Linked DNA regions of Rattus norvegicus: region 2 is linked to region 1. The links are chromatin contacts, called in public Hi-C maps. All regions are on one chromosome and are shown on one strand. The core of a region is the stretch at or near the end of the contact, and the rest is flanking DNA. Distances in the headings are between cores, read along the strand shown.

What was found. Hi-C and Micro-C count contacts between places; a contact is called where the count stands out from the background.
Region 2: a Hi-C map of Schwann cells shows a contact between it and region 1, with 2.8 times the contacts expected there. The contact joins two enhancer-like sites. A contact is called at or near these places in 2 of 12 Hi-C or Micro-C datasets (the A7r5 cell line and Schwann cells).

The regions. Positions count from the first base shown.
Region 1 is chr7:89,815,077-89,818,683 of GRCr8, reverse strand. All of the region lies in intron 1 of LOC134479730 (a long non-coding RNA gene), which reads left to right. Among named protein-coding and RNA genes, the nearest start is that of Has2, 210 kb to the left of the region's middle. Within about 2 kb of position 2,258, at least 1 of the 93 cell types and tissues checked has an H3K27ac peak or open chromatin away from gene starts, as enhancers often do. A contact at or near this core is called in Schwann cells, where this site is marked.
Region 2 is chr7:90,233,414-90,237,197 of GRCr8, reverse strand. No RefSeq gene overlaps it. Among named protein-coding and RNA genes, the nearest start is that of Has2, 210 kb to the right of the region's middle. Within about 2 kb of position 1,732, at least 9 of the 93 cell types and tissues checked have an H3K27ac peak or open chromatin away from gene starts, as enhancers often do. A contact at or near this core is called in Schwann cells, where this site is marked.

The DNA of each region.
Region 1 (3,607 bases), core at 1,009-3,508:
ATTAATGATGTCAGAAAGGGATAGTTTTCACTTAGGACTTTGGGGTTAAGAACAAATCATAATTATGGACTATTTCCTTAGTTTACTTGTTTGAAGGAGATGTCCCTTGATTTGTGCTTACCCAGCATCTTTACAGTTTTGGGCAGTAATAGAAGAACAACTAAGGATTTCACTATGTCTTCTAGATGCTCACTTCTTTCTCACTTCTTTATTCTCTGCAACAATAAATATCTTTGAAGGATAGCAGTTTAGCACCTCACTCATTGACCCACCTTGGTCCCGTTTCTTCCTTAACATATAAAAATTTCTCTTGAAAATCAAGAAAACCTGACTTTGCACAAAGCTGTGTTGAGAAGTTTCGAACATGGGACTTCGCATGTGCAGCTGCTCTCTTTCATGACTTTCTTGCTCTGTGAACAAAAGTTTGCAAGCTCTTTAAACTGTTTTGGAGAATATCAGTGATGGTGTCTATCATATGGTGTCATTTCAAAGGGTAGCTAGAAGTCAGGGAAGTACGTATTGCTAGGGAAGCATACATTTAGTAAGCATAGTTATTTTGTACCCAGCAAAAGGGCTTTAGAGATAAATGACCATGTATATTCTCTTTGCATTGCACTAGAGGTACCACGGTCATTATGTTCTAGGTATTCTTTTCAAAACTATTATGTATAAAACCAATTATTGAGACTTATGCTTTTATTTCCATTTGACAGTTGGGGAAACTAAGGTCACACAAGTTATCTGCTTACTCAAACATAGCAGATATACAATGGTAGAAATGGAAATTATGCTTCTGCACTGCGACTCTGTCCCAAAGTCTGCAGATTATGAAGATTTAATTGTTTCCAATGGGTATGACTACTGTTGCTGTCAATGGAAATTTCCTTTGCCTTTATTTGGGTCTTACTATTCCATCTCAGAGTTTATGGCCATTTTCCCACCTCCATTGGCATTTTCCTTGAGTATCATCCCATCACTTAACCCTTTATTCCTAGTTCCTTATAACCAGCATGGTGTTTTAAACAAGCCCTCTCTGTTCTGTTTTGCAACACAATTTATCCGAGCTTAATTAACTGTCCCCAATCAACACCACGATCTAAACGTATTTTCTAAACGTATATCTTCCACTTCATTTCCACGATCCCAGAATGTTTTAGTGAGTTGAGATTATCATGCAGATTCATAGTACTTGCAATCATTTTTCTCCTGGTGACTTAATTGTGCATTGCTGCACCGGTAAATCAGTGGCGTCCTTATATTTAACTTTAAGCATCCTTTAACCATTTTTGCAGAATTTCATTCCTGATCTTTAACCCTCTCTCCTTAAGTCCTCAGGTGATTATGTTTTTAATTACTATAGCACAAGTCACAGAAGCATTCTGTGTAAACATGAGAGGCACAAATATAGGAAGTGTCATTTACCGTGTGGTGCCATATGCTGTTATAGCATTCAAGTTTCTTTGTACAAATATGTATGAACAATTAAACCAAATGTTATCTCTAAATTCTGTGCTGGATCACTGAATATGTTGGAAGAATCAAGTACCGGTTGCATTCATGTATCATAAAACACTTCTCTCTAGGAGACATTAGAATATCATTTTGTGATCAGCAAAACGAATGGTTTCTTCCCTGAAGTCTTCCATTTTTCTTTTCCCAACATTTAACCCCTTTTATTAAGCTTTTGTTTGTCAAGAAATATTTGGCTTTAATATACTTGATTCATTTACACATGACTCATCAAAATGTTTTGTAAGAGAGGTTAACTGTCCAAGCAGCCTCCTGAGGCTTTTGTGGACCTTTAAGCCATTATTTTTTGTTTCCGAGAGAAGTTTTCAGGCAGATCCAAATTTAAAAGGAAAAAAAGAAAAGAAATTTAAATAACTTAGAATAATTAAAGCAATCAAAATATGTGTTTATCTGTTCTTCAGTTATATATCCATGTCAGAGTAGGGTTTCAAACCTCTTCTTGAAGGGAAAACCTGGGAAGTAGTTATTCCACAGCCTGACCCTGGAAATCTTTATTAAAATATACATAGCTGCGTAGGCCCCACTGGGATTTTTCCCCGCTCCGTGTCTCAAACATTTCAAAGTCAGAATGTGCCATATCCCACATAGGAGCTAAGCTATATTAGGAATTTTAGTCAGGGTGACACTTGGATCACTGCCAGGTAAGGCAAATAAGTGTCTCTCTTGTCAAACCACCTGGTGTCCGGCTTCCACTTGTCCCAGGTGGTCAGGCCCAGCCGATGTAGGGGCAAGTGCGCCTTGAGCTATGATAATGCAATCCATGTGCCCAGCATGAATGTCTTTGGTTTGCCGTATGGCCCTGAGTCATTTTTAAAAGATTGCAAATTATATTTTAGAAGCTCAACAAATGGTTCATTGTACAACTGACTTGGGCACTTAATTAGAAACTGCAGAACTTTGCTCATTGTGTGTAATATTATAATGGCCCTTTTCTCTCATTATCCAAATGTTGTAGCTAATTTATCTTGTAAGATGTCGTATGCACTACACTGCGGAAGTACTGTGGCCATTTACAAGTTAGACAATTATGGCCTCATTTGAGGGATAAAAAAACTTTAGAGAGCACTTCCTTAATATTTCTTCCTGACCACTTTCTCTAATCCATACCAAACCACAGGATGTCCTAACTTTACAACACCCACAATAACAGCAAGGCCCCTGTCTGGTTGCAAAGCACTCTTGGAGGCTTCCTTTCTGGAAGCCCAATTTTCCTTCTCCGCCATTATAAGTCACTAGGGGGAAATCATCTTACTGTTTCAGAGCCAGAGGACAAAAACTGAATCCCTTCACCTCTACAGATGTGCTGACATCAGGACATGCTGATTTATCATTCCCAAGTCTTATTATGCTCTTGTACTCTCAGAGAAAGGAAGGCAGAAGAGACACATATTCTAAGTCTGTAACTATCTTGAAGAGGACTAGGAACTTAGCTATCTAATGCCAAACATCTGGATACTTGAATACATCCTCATGCTTCCTTTCTTTATTCCACTTTCAGACAGATGTTTAGCATTACCTACAAAACACCTAATGTTTTGAAAAAGAGTCTCAAAAAAATATCGTGATTCCTCAGATTAGGAACACGTGAGGACCAAGACCTAGAAAGATATTGTTAAGTGTGTAGGTACCATCTGCCATTGTGAGGAATCTCAGTGATGTGAAATCACGCAAGCTCACAGCATAATGAACAACCTTTGAAACTTGAGACTGCGATCCAAAATCAAAACGACAAGTCAGTTGAGAATAAACATATGGCCCATGTTACCCCAGATGTACAGGACGATGATGCATATACTAATTCAAAAATATTTATATACATTCACAGATGATTGACAGAGTTATTAAAGAAAACAAAAATAGTTTGGATATGTTGCTAACTTTTTGACTTGGGTGTCATAAAGAACAGTTCTGACGTTCAGCACACATGCTGTATCCACAGGGTTTGTATGAAAATGTTGAGCTGTTTGAAAACCAGCCTGGCAATTGCTGTTTGCGCAGTAGCTGCTTACAATTATTTGTTGAATGAGTACTAATACCTAAAACACTTTCAAGTATTTAATTTCCTGCCTGTGTGATC
Region 2 (3,784 bases), core at 483-2,982, 420 kb before region 1:
AATCAGCTCACAGTTTTTATTTTAATTTTGTATGTGGGGTGTGTGTACATGCATGTGTGTCTTTCTGTGCACATTAGTATGAAAGGGAGAAGTCGATATCTGATATCTATGTCTCTTGACCTGTTTCTAAATAAGATATTTATATTTATAAATAGAATTAAAATGATTTTAAAATACGTGATCGTGCATGGTTTCAGTATATGAGCATGTAAGAACAGGTGCTTACAGAGGCAAGCAGTGTTACATCTACTCAAGTTACAGGCAATAATGAACTGCCAAACTTTTGTGCTCATAACTAACAATGTGACCATTGTCAAACCAGCATGCATTTTTAACCACAAAGCCTTCTCTCACCTCAATTTTTGCAAAAGGACTGTCAGTGAACCCAGCACTTATTTACTGACTAGTCTGGCTGGTGAGGGATATTCTAGAAATCTACCTATGTCCTCTTCCCCAGTATGTTACATGCTCTTCTTACTACTTCATGCTTTTTTTTAATAAATATAAATATGAGTACGTGCATGTTGCCTCAGTTTTGCATGTTTTCAATTTAAACTAGTAAGTAACATGCTAAACAGAAGACTACTACAGTCATATATCCCAAAGGCTCTCAAAAAAAAAAAGGAAAAAAATTAAACCCTTAAAATTAAGATCAGCCAAATTGGCTTAGGGAAATTTAGAGCAATTAACTTTTGAAACTCTAGGACCAAAGGGGGTCTGGAGATGAGGCAAATCCTGGTAGGCAAGCTCAGAGATAATTATCAACATGACTACTCATGCCTGAACCCCAGAGACAAACTTCTCCTTGCAGATGATCCTTGGAGAAAAAGATGCAAATTGGGCTGGGGCTGGGAAGGGCTAATTTACGGTGCCAGCAAGTACTATGAACACACGCCACGCTTGTACTTCTCTCAGGTCTTCCTGTGCGCCATCTCACTGATGCTCTAAAATTCATCTGGGAGTTTTCCAATAAGAAAAAAAGAACTGCAGTGTAGTAAAGCACAAAGGTTACCTAAGCTAGACATTTCAGAGATGAAAACACCAAATCTACACAATGTCTCCCCAGCCTTCCTATTTAAGTAATTTACCGGATTGCTTCCCTTGAAGAACAACATAAAGTTTCTTGGTGACTAGCTGTTTCTAGAACCTTCCTCGGTAGAAGGACACAGGAGTTCAGGTGCCTGTGGTCTAGGAGCTTGGGGTCTAGGGATGATAAAATTCCTTTGCTGAAGTTAGAATAAAGACTTCGTGTCTCAACTCATTTCATTTCACACCTTTTTTTGGCTCATCTCTCCATAGTAACACTGGGAGACTCATGGCGACGTGAATGTTATCCCTGATTTACAATGAGAAAAATGACACTTGCAGATTAACTTAGTTGTTTAAAGTCACACAAATAGAATGTGCTACAGGAAAGATCACAGCCCGAATGGACTGATGCAGCAAGGGAGATGATAGCATCATGAATATTAGGTAGCATCTAGGGACCTGGCACTTTCTTATCTTCCCACAACCAGATTCACATATTTGATTCAATAACTCTTCAGAAATTTTCTCCATTTTTCCCTTCTTTAAATATCTCTCTCTCTCTCTCTCTCTCTCTCTCTCTCTCTCTCTCTCTCTCTCTCTCTCTCTCTCTCTCTCTCTCTCTCCACCCTGTGTGTGTGTCTGTGTGTGTGTATCCATGTGCATGCTCACAAGAACAAGGATTTTCTCTTGTATTTCTGAGCAAACTGAGACTTGCAGAGGGGAAATAGCTTGAATAACGAGTGAGTCAGAGACAGATGGAGCATGAGTCTAGCCCTAGGTTTGCTTCCATGCACAGAAAAGACAGGCTGGGATGCTACCTCCGGCATTTCTCCTTAGGTGTGCTCTTCGTCTGGCTCTCCCTCTTGTCCTTGGCTTGTTAGTCTCTCTCTTAAAATCTCCTATCTTTTTGTACCCCTGTAATGCTAGTTGGAGTCCTGAGAAAGAGAGAGAAGCCATTAAATATTCCTAGAACAGAAAGGATTTTGTCAAGAAACACATGTTGTGACTCCTCACCAAGGCAACGGGAAACTGATGACGTGAGCAGTGGAATGTCTCCGGAGGATTTGGCAACAGTGTGTGAAACACAACGCCATGGTCAGCGATTACAGGCAAAGGTGGCTTATCCTCTGACCCCCTGCCACCATGCCTCCCACCAAAACTAGCTTTGGGAGCATTAACAGGAATTGAAGTCATTCAGATGGGTTAAAGAGAAAATGTTAAGTACCAAATAGGAGAATTTCCTCTCACAATAAATCCTTAGGACCAAGCAGACTCTGTTATAGCTGTCTTCTAAGCTCACTGTCCTCTAATGCCAAGAACAAGGGGAATTTGATATGCTAGGCTCTGGCAAATGGGAGTCAAAGCAGCTAACTTCATTAAAGATTAAAGCCATCAATGGAGTCATCCACTCGTGAATCCTGAACCCTAGTCACCCGGTGATAACTCTGTTCTGCTGGCACCTCGGCTGTTGCCCTGGCCTTTTCGCTGAAGATTAGGTGATTTATGACGGAATTTGCATAGGCAAACAAATCCCCAGATGTAAGCTGCCTGACCCAGGTTTCATGGTTCACTAAGGATTAAGATTTTCCTAACTCCTTCTGGGTGGCTAGAGGCTCTGACAGATATATTTTCTCAGTTAGTTTCCTGACTGTGGTAGGTATTGCTTCCTTCAGTGGCTTGATGAAGTTTGGCTCTGTCCAGGAGGAGTGAATTAAAAATGGTGGACTATGACTGTCACATTTTGCAGCCTTTAATTGCATGGGACTTGGTTTGGGAGAAACTTTCTTTACCATGTGAAGAATTTAGGGGAGGTTTGCAAATGACAATGACAAGGCCACGACCAATCTATTGGGATTGTGGGGATTACCTATGAAGGTAAACTTTATGAAAAAGATTTGATCGACTAAGGAAATATCTAGTGATAGCACATCATAACTAAGACAACAAAACCGCATTCACAGAATGACAATAACCTCGGCGAGTCAGGAACAGCATGTTTGAGTCGCTGATTTAATAACGGTCTGAAAGCTGCCTTGAAATGTTGACTGACAGATGCTGTACACAGGAGAGTGAGGGTGACTGTTCCACCTTCTGTCTGATAGGCATGAAGTTTATGATGTCAACATGTCAGCAGTGATTCTCTGTTGAAGTTCTTCCAAACCATGGTACATTGACGCTTAGAAAAAAATGAGCAGAAATGGATGACAGGGAAGGCATCATGAGCAAATTGAAAAAAAGAATGGAAAGACATCTAGTAAATCTGATGCTGGGGCCAGCTCCACCCTATCCTACCCTTGGCTGGCACAGACTCTATGTATATTCCTGGGTGGGAATCAGTGCATTCTGGTCCATGTGTAGCAGTTTTCCTTACGTGGTCCTAGTGTAACAAAATATTACTTAAAACTGAGTTCACATCATCTTCCTGAATTCTTTGTTAAAGGATCATGTTTTTCCTCTTTGTCACCCACAGACCTGTGTTTTCAACAGCTACAGAAATCAGACAATCTTCTTCATAAACTGACCTCACATGGCTGCTAGTTGGCATAGTGAAATTATAGGCAACCTCAAGGGTCTAATATCCTGTCGCCACAACACTGATGCTTCTGCAGAGGCTGTCTCATTGTATCGGAAAATATTCTCAAAGGGTAAGCCTATTTTTTCACACTTTTTTAATTGCATTTTTATTTACATTTTAAATGTTATCCCATTTCCTGGTTTCTCCTCCAGGAACCTGCTATCCCAGCCCCAGCCCCCC